Linked DNA regions of Gossypium hirsutum: region 1 is linked to region 2. A link is a contact called in public Hi-C data. All regions are on one chromosome and are shown on one strand. Each heading gives the region's core, a stretch centred on a gene start, on an enhancer-like site or on the middle of the called end of the contact. The rest is flanking DNA. Distances are from core to core; before and after follow the strand shown.

Region 1 (4,499 bases), core at 621-3,120, 170 kb before region 2:
ATGATTAAACTTTTACACAAAATAGTCTTAAATAAAATTGTGATATGTGTTAAAACTATTTTTTTTTAAATTAACAAAATCTTATTATGTGATAATACCACATTAGTAATTTAGCATGAAATAATAAATAGATTAAAAATTAAAATCTTTTTTTACCTTAAAATTAAGGGTTTTCATGAATAAGAACAGATCTTATTTTGGTATAAGAAAAGGATAAGGGCTTATTTGAATAAAGTATAGTAATTTAAGGGTTTTTTAGTATATTAATTTTTTAAAATCAATGAATTGAATTGATCAAAATAGTGGATTGGCGAATTGGCAATTTAATTTAGGAACAGGCGCAAAAAGATCTTGGAGATCAGCAGGTGGGGCAATGTCCAATTTGTAACAAAGTGCAATTCGTAGACCAATAAATAAATTAAGTTGCTACTAATAAGTGTTCGGTGGCACATTGTATTCTCGAAAAAATAATTTAGATTTGAACCCTCGAGATAATATTATTAAAGAGTAGTTATAAATCTTGAAAAAAAATAATTTTCATGAACTATAAAAGAAATAAAAGAAATGAATTAATTTTATATTGTTCATCGTGTTTATAATTTAATTCATATATTTTAAATAAGTTCTACTTTATATTTAAACTCCCCTTTAATATAAAAATTAATGGTTAAGCTGACGAAATGATTCATTTAAAATAATTTAAAGATTGATGATTAATTTAGAAATTGATGTATTGGGTTTTCTTTAACACTTAATTAATATTAATTAATTTTTTCCTAAAAGATCTTATTTTGAGCTTCAATTCAAATATATTTCCCAAATTATATATGATTTGTTATTTCAGTTCGAGTATTTGATTCAATCATTGATACAAAGATTTTTGTATCGAAAGACGGATTACATTTTATTTTATTTACTTAAAAAACAAGTAAAGTTATTGTATGGTAAATTAAAGAGCAAACTGATCTTTTTGTTAAAAGTTTCATATATTTCTACAATTAAAAGCTGATTTTTATACGTCAGCATGAGTTATACATGGCGTGTTGTCTAGTTATTTTGTTAGCTATACTAGTTTTTATCACTAGATTTAGATGAAATTTAAAAAAAAAACTAGTTTACTCTTTAGTCTAAAGACGGATATTAAATTACTCATTTTTTTCTTAACACATGTGAGTCAATGAACGAAAAAGAAAAATAGCAATTATTGTGATGGGTGTTCACACCCTGGATTGGATCATCCACCCATTAATTTTAATAACTACAACGCAAGGTATGGATGATGAACAGCACTCAGCAGCATTAATGTTTGAGGTAGTCATTTTTCTTTTTCCGAGATTGATAGTTTGCTTAAGTGCGTCGAGCTACTTACCATTCGATCTCACGAGTGGTTAGTAGAGTAGCATCGAGTTTCTTACCATTTGATCCCACGAGCTACTGGTAGAGTAGTATTGAGTTTTTTACCATTCAATTCCACGAGCTGTTAATAGAGTAGTATCGAGTTCTTTTATCATTCGATCCCACGAACTGTTAGTAGAGTTAACTTACTTTCTCGGCTTATAATTATTAAATAAATAGTCATTTGATTTAAAATATTGATAAACAAAAAAAAATACATTTATAAATGTTTGACAGGGATAGTAATGACTAATTCAATAATTATTTAATTTATAAATATATATATTTTTTAATTTTTGCTTGCTCCTTATCGATTCGCAATCTCTTCTTGGATCAAGTTGAGATTATTTTATTAACCAGTCCCCACGTTTCATTTATTTTTCAATCTCTTCATTTTGCTTTTGAATTAAATAATGGTTTAATTTCAAGATAAGGACAAAAGTTTTCAAACGTGGCTTAGGGATCGAAGAATTTGATGGATCAACATATGCAAGTATAAGAAGGGAAGAGTGGTGAGGTCTGTTTTCCCAGTTTTCAGCCACAAAGAGAAAAATTCAGAATTTTGCTGCAATTTTATTTATTACTAGAAAAGTAATAAAGGTAAATAATCATATCATTAATCTCTTGATTTTCCAGCTTTTGTTTATTTATTTATTTACTCTTGTTTTAATTTCAATTATAATACTTTATTTCATTTTTTCAGGATAATCTTTGTTCATCAATTACTACAACTATGGACTCTTCATCAGCAAAATGGTTGTCTGAACTGGTAAGATTAACATAATATCATCATTTGGGGCTTAATTTGCAATAAAAAAATAAAGGGTCTAATTAAAATTTTTAAAATGTTTAGAGGAGCTTAATATATTTAAATTTTTTGAAATATTTAATGAAATGTTTCAAAGTATGATTTGGATTGTATGTTAGTCACAAATTTCAAAAGGTTTTAATTGAATTTTTAAAGGACAGTATCGTATAACTCAACTTTCAATTTGGGTATGATATGTTAAACATATTACTTTGACAATTTAGATATGATGTATTGAAAACTAGTCAGATTCAATCTGTTTAAAATTTGATACACGGATTTTAAAAATGTTTCATATAAAATAGAAGAAAAATTGATATACTTTGAAGACTTAATTTAAACATTTTGAAATTTTAGAGACCATTGTGTGAGTAATCCATTTTCATTTTATGATCTAATTTGGGGTTTTGATGACCAGGGAATGGATGAATACGACATCATCCACCAATGTCATGTGAACTCATTAGCCGAACTTACCGCCGGTGAAGATATAACGGCGACAGCATTTACCAGAGGGAACTTCAAGCAATCATCATTTTCCTCTGAGAGCTATTCTTCCTACCCAAATTTCACCACCACAAACAACTGCGTCTTCTCCATTAATGAAGCTTCCGACAGACCGATAAAACAGCTGAAAATCGGTACCAGTTGGAACTCCAGCACCATCACAAACATCGACCATGTCCCTGTCCCAAAAAAACCTTCTTCCCCGACCTCTCACATTCTTTCATTCGAGAAACCAGCAGCTTCATTGCCTGCAAATTCTAAGCAGCTTTACGGTATCGACAATATCGTTAAGCCTAAAGATGAAACTGTATGTTCAGGAAATAATATGAACTATTTTGGTCAATTTCAAAGCACAAATTATACGGCGAAAAACAGTAGGAGTTATTCAATGACGAGAAGCCCTTCACATGCTCAAGATCATATAATGGCCGAAAGAAAAAGAAGAGAAAAGCTCAATCAGCGTTTCATTGCTCTCTCAGCAATTGTTCCTGGCCTTAAGAAGGTAAAGTTTACATCTTTCTTCATAGTAATTTCTTTCGGGGTCTAATTTTGAGTTTAGTCCCTCTACTTTATGAAAATTAAGAAGTTAGTTCCATGACAAGATACGTTGCTGTTTTTGTTATAGATGGATAAAGCTTCAGTTCTTGGTGATGCAATTAAGTACGTGAAACAACTTCAAGAACGTTTAAAAGTGCTAGAAGAGCAAACCAAGAAAAGAACAGTGGAATCCGTAGTTTTCGTGAAGAAATGCCAGTTATTATCGGCCGACGACGAATCCTCTTCGTGCGAAGAAAACTCCGATGGCCAATCTTCGGATGCGGCATTGCCGGAAATCGAAGCTAAAGTCTCAGACAATGACGTCCTTATTCGAATCCATTGCGAGAAACACAAAGGTTTCATAGCCAAAATACTAAGCGAAATTGAGAAGCTTCGTCTCTCAATTGTTAATACCAATGCTTTGCCTTTTGGGAATTCAACACTTGACATTACCATAATTGCTGAGGTAATTAACAACTTTTAAAAAAAAAAATGGGTGACTTTTATTTCATTGGAATTGAATTCAACTTGAAAATTTAATGAAAACCCTTTTCTTTTCTTTTTTTCCAGAAAGATGCTGAATTCAATATGACAGTGAAGGATCTTGTTAAGGATTTGAGAATGGCTTTATTGAAGTTCATGTGAAATAGTTCTTGAAGTTTTACGTGTTGTTATGTAAATTCTTCCTTTTTTGTGAAGGCTTAAGAAATTTATTAATTTATTGGGTTTTGAGAGATTTGAAGCGTTTTTATCAAAGGACTAATTATCCCTCAATCCCTCTACTCTTTTTGACTTTTGAATTTAGTCATTCTACTTTTAATTTCAGGGACTTGGTCATTCTACTTTTTTGATTTAAAGATTCATATCTGATTGATATATAACATTGGACTAACTTTTAAAAAAAAAACATTGAATGTTAAAAATGTAATATTATTCAAATTTAATAGAAATTCATCAATAGCGTTATGATTGAGGTTTAATTTTCAAATCAGACAAATAAAAAGATTAAATTTTTAAAAAAAAAAGTAGATGAGCTAAATTTTATAACTAGATTTGGGGCCTTAATTAAACTTTTATCAAATGTTGGTCTATTCTACAATTAAGAAGTTTCTTTTAGAATTTAAATCTTCTTCCATGGGAAATGTAAGGATTAGGCAATCCTTGTAGAAAATGATTTTTTCTTCTTTTGTTCTTCAATTTTAACATTTGATAGAATAATGGCAGAAAAGGTACATATTCTCAAGTAATTGTT
Region 2 (4,898 bases), core at 314-2,813:
TCGTCTCATTTTGGGTATCATGGACTACTTCACTTGAAGCATCATCCCCCTTGTAATGTTCTTCTCTCGCTTCTTCATTATTCCCATCAATTCCATCACGAACCTGATCATCCGAGCTACCTGCATTCTCTATCTCACCTTCACTCTTCTCCGTCTCATTGCTCTCTTCCCCAATCCCTTTATTTTCCTTTTCTCGACTATCCTCGATGTTCTCTTTCTCTTCATTATCGCCTTCACGAGTCTCCTCATTTCCTTTGTTTTCATTTTCCATAGTCTCTTCGTTATCGTCGTTCCTACGTTCTTCATGCTCGGTTCCCTCCTCGGGTTTCTCATTATCATGCTCATGCATCCCACTGACTTCCCCATTTCCTTCATCTTCGGTTACCTCAGGCTTATTATCTTCTTCTCCATTCTTACTTTCTTCCTCTTCTTCCTCCTTATGCCGTGCATCTGTAACAGTCATCCCTTCCGATCGAGGGAAGTCTTTTCGCCCCAACTTGACAACATCGCTCCCAGATTTCTCATAAATCGCTTTCTTCTCCCCGGAGTGCTTAACTTGGTAAAGCAGCCAAATGCAAATACCAACAAGAACACATATTTGTAGAGCATGCTTCACCTTCAATCCTTTCGATCTTTGGTTCCTACCAGGTGAAAGCCGGAACATGTCGGACTTCCTTTCGATTTAACCTGTCGGCAAAACATCAGAAAAACATCGAAATTCTTCAAAATCCGACATATTCATATAATTCAACTTAATAATACCACAACATTTCATCAACTAGAAGTTTGCAATAAAGCCGAAAATGAATCATATGAAAGAAATTAATGCAAAAAATCAAATCGACAGTGTTTATGCAATGAAAAATCCAGATCAACCCATGAACTAAATATTCAAGTAGTAGTTTATTATGAACAAAACTTAAAATCATTGATATTCAATTCAACTTTTCACTTCCCAGCATATTAATAATAACAACAATTACACTAATCCAGTCCAAAGAGAAAATTCCAAAAAAAAAAGAAGAAGTAAATATTAGACCTTAAGCTAACAAAAATACAAAGATCACTATTAATAAAGCACAAAAACAGAAAAGAAAAAAAACAGCAACTTTTTTTTTTGCAGTAATGGTAGTGGAAAAGGAATAAAATGCAGGATCGAAAAGTGGATTATAATCTGAAACAGATCAACAGCTTGCATTTTTAAAGCAAACCCATTTTTAATACTTGAAAATTAAATTCAGAAAGCATTGATACACTTACCCAGAATCCAAATGATCCCCCAAAAGGAAACTAAAACTAACGAAGGAGAGACTTTAACTTTTCTTGGGAAATCCCGAGAATGGTTAAGTTTCCAGGAAAATTTTAAAGAAGACAGAAAAAAACTTGACTTCGAGATTAGGAAACTTTGAGTGTCGGTGGCTGAATGAACTTGGATCTGGAAATGTGGAAACAGTGCCTTTTTATCAACACCACATATATGTTCATATGGAGTGCTTCTTAAAAAGTGTCTACATTTTTATTAAATGTCTATATAATTTGTTTACATTTAAAGTTTGTATTTTTTATATTAAAAATTATTAATTTAGTTGAATATATAAGTTAAAGATTAAAACTTTACTTTAGATCGATCGAGAATCCATCATGGGTAATTGTGTAAAAATTCTTTAGCTAAAAATGATTAATTAATCAAAAGTCCTTAAAGGATTGATTAGACTTTAAATTAGTCCTTCTGTTAACTTAATTGTCAATTTAGGTGCTAAATACTAGCTCACATTTGATGTGAATAATATTTAAAACAGGTGGACCCAATTGTAATATTAGCTTATATATTTTTAGGGGCTGAGATTAAGTTATATTTTTTTATAAGAGCTAAAATACAAATTTATTCTAATGTTAACTTATATCTTTATGGTTTTCAAAAGAACTAGATCAAAATATTAGCATTTTGGGACGAGGTAAAATATAACTTAAGATTTTGTAAATTTTAGGGGACTAAATCAATAAATTTTCATTTTAGAGGGGCTAGGGCTTTGCATGCCTCCCTCTCTGCACTCCTATATCAAAGTATATATTGTATGAATCAAAGCTTTTTATCTCAACCCCCCAAAAAAAAAATTTGTCAACTTAATCGCTAATTTAAACATTAAATGTTAGTTTAGATCTAATGTGAAGAATATTTAAGATACATGGATCCAATTGTAAATAAATCTCAAAATATTTATATTTTTTATACAATACCTAAAACTATTCATAATCCCATCCAACCCTTAAATAAGAGGATAAATACACTTTAGCATACTCGAACCCATGTCCTCCTACACTAACAATAATATCGATATCAACTGAACTAAGACTCAATCAACTCAAAGTACTAATATTATATCAACAAAATCCTTCAGTTTATTTAGACAATAAATGTCAATTGATTTAAAATACATGAATTCAAACTGTAAATATGTCTTTTTATAAATTGATCTATTATTTTAAATATAACATTTAAGCTAATTTCTAGGTTGACATAGACATAATTGATATGCTATTGTAGTTTAAGGATTCAATTAGAATATTTTAAAATGTGAGGACCAATTTAGAATTTATACTATAGTTAGATAACAAAAAATATATTAGACAAATTAAACTCATCATCTCTCTGCCAATCTCACTCTTTCTGTTTTTGCTCACACTCTTAAAAGCGCGTGAAAAGCACACAGATATTAAACTGTGTCGTTCTGTCTGAGTTGGCCGCATCAATCGCTGTCAATTTGGAAGAGAACTCAACATCGGGAGGTGGTAAGTATTATAAACTCATTATTTGAAACATCAAACAAAAATTATTCACTTTTTTCCCCCCAAATTAGGCCACATGTCAAATGTCAACACCCATATGTTAAAGTCGGTGATCGGTAATTTAATGTTTTTAAATTTTATTATCGTATCAAAATCTCTTTTTCTAACCATTATTATATATCAAAATGAAATATTCTAATTAAAATTTTTAAAATCGGACTAATAGCCGAATCGATCAAATCACTAATTTATCAGCTTGATAGATCCATCTGGTTCCATTAAATAAATAAAAAATCGTTTCAATTGTCCAATTCCTAAGTTAATCAGTTTAATAACTTTCTCTGTACCGATATCTTTGTCGATTTCAGTCTAATCTGTCCAATAAACTGATCCGGTCCAATTCAAATTTTTATGATTTTTAAAATTTTTATAAAATTTTAAATATTTTTAAAAAATATTTTATTATTTTATTATAATTTATTATTTTTATATATTTTTTTATAATTTTTAGAAGTTTATATAATTTTAATATTAATAATTTTATTTTTATAATTTTTATTCTAATTTTTAAATATTTTTATGAGAAAATATTAGATTAAACTAGAAGCTATTACGTGTTACCATCCGATTGGTCTATCAATTTATTTTAACGGTCAATGTGGTCAATGACAAAATCTTTGATGGAGGGGCTTAATTGATTATTTTAATTAATGGTAGGGGCTTAATTGAGTGTGAATTTAGTATAGGAGCTTAATAATTAATTTTTTTTTACATTTTAAGGGCTTTTTTAAACTTATAAACCTATTATTTAAAAGTGAGCAAATAAAAATAATGTCAATTATAACCAATGAGGCCTTAACATAGTTAGCAAACGTTAAGGTTCCAAACCTTGAAGGTCCAAGTTCAAGTCGTACAATTTATAATTGCAATATGTGGGTCCCATTTTCATTATGTGTCGGTTTTGTCTTGTTCTATTCGAAAGGTTTGACTCCACTCTATTACTTTTTTATCCATTAATATCCATGCATATTTGATCATCGTTCACATGTTGATTTTCATTTTTAATAGATGAGTCCTACATGGGTCTTACACATTTAAATGACGATGATCATTGTATTGAATATTAATAAATGAAAAAGTAAGAGCGGATCTTAACTCCTTTTCGGATTAGTTTCGCTTTGTTCAAATTTTCATCACTTATGCTTATAGTGTAATTGGTATGAATATTATCTATTGGTTAAAATATGTAGTCCCTCTACTTTGATAAAATTTAAGTTTTAGTTCATATATTTTTTATTTAAAAATTCCAAGACAATCATTAAAATTGTAAATATTTTCCAAAAAAATTGTTAATTTGCTATATTGATTAGGTTGCCTTTTAAGCAACATGGTATATGATTGACGAAAAATAAACATATTATACTAATAGATTTCAACGACAAAAATGATTGAACTAGAATTTTTTAATTGAAAAAGTAAAATAAGTAAAATTTTAACAGGATTAAGTTTTAAATTCTATAGAGTATGAGGACTAACGACATATTTTTTTAAAATAATTATTCGAATGAACCTAATAACTAATCGTCTATATTCTGTAAATCAGTTAAGAAATTTATTATAAGTATTATTAACTGATAAATAACATGTGAAATAACACGTCACACAATAAATAGACCTGATGCAACTCACAGCTAAAAGCGAAAAATGTGGCTTTATAGAACATGCAATAAGAATAAAAAAGTTTTAATAAAATATCAATTGGTTGATTTGCTCAATCTCTTTTTATTAAAAACATTACTGTATTTAGACATAAATATTCACATGTTGTGGTGACTGAATGTAGCAAAATAGTTAGTCAACAAATATGAATATAAATAAATATTTATATAAAATAAAATAAATATTTATATTTAAAATACCAAATATGAAAAATAAATTAAATAAATATGATCATGAAAGATCAGAAATCGAATAAAGAATCGAGTTTTATAAAATGTTGATGCTTGTTTTACATAGTTTCCTAAAGACAAATTTGACAGTTCCTACGATACTTGGAGAAACGTTGACCGACTATCTCCTGGGATACAACAACACGATGATCAAAGCAATAG

What was found. Hi-C and Micro-C count contacts between places; a contact is called where the count stands out from the background.
Region 1: a contact with region 2 is called in a Hi-C map of leaf, with 2.1 times the contacts expected there. The contact joins the promoter of LOC107950909 here to the promoter of LOC107950515 in region 2. A contact is called at or near these places in 5 of 34 Hi-C or Micro-C datasets (callus and leaf).

The regions. Positions count from the first base shown.
Region 1 is chrD03:3,673,837-3,678,335 of Gossypium_hirsutum_v2.1, reverse strand. It overlaps LOC107950909 (transcription factor bHLH18), which reads left to right and starts at 1,870. Exons shown (of 5, transcript XM_016885820.2): 1 at 1,870-1,995; 2 at 2,099-2,164; 3 at 2,622-3,212; 4 at 3,336-3,713; 5 at 3,818-4,038. The coding sequence starts at 2,129. The coding sequence ends at 3,892.
Region 2 is chrD03:3,500,966-3,505,863 of Gossypium_hirsutum_v2.1, reverse strand. It overlaps LOC107950515, which reads right to left and starts at 1,563. Exons shown (of 2, transcript XM_016885374.2): 1 at 1,261-1,563; 2 at 1-687. The coding sequence starts at 664.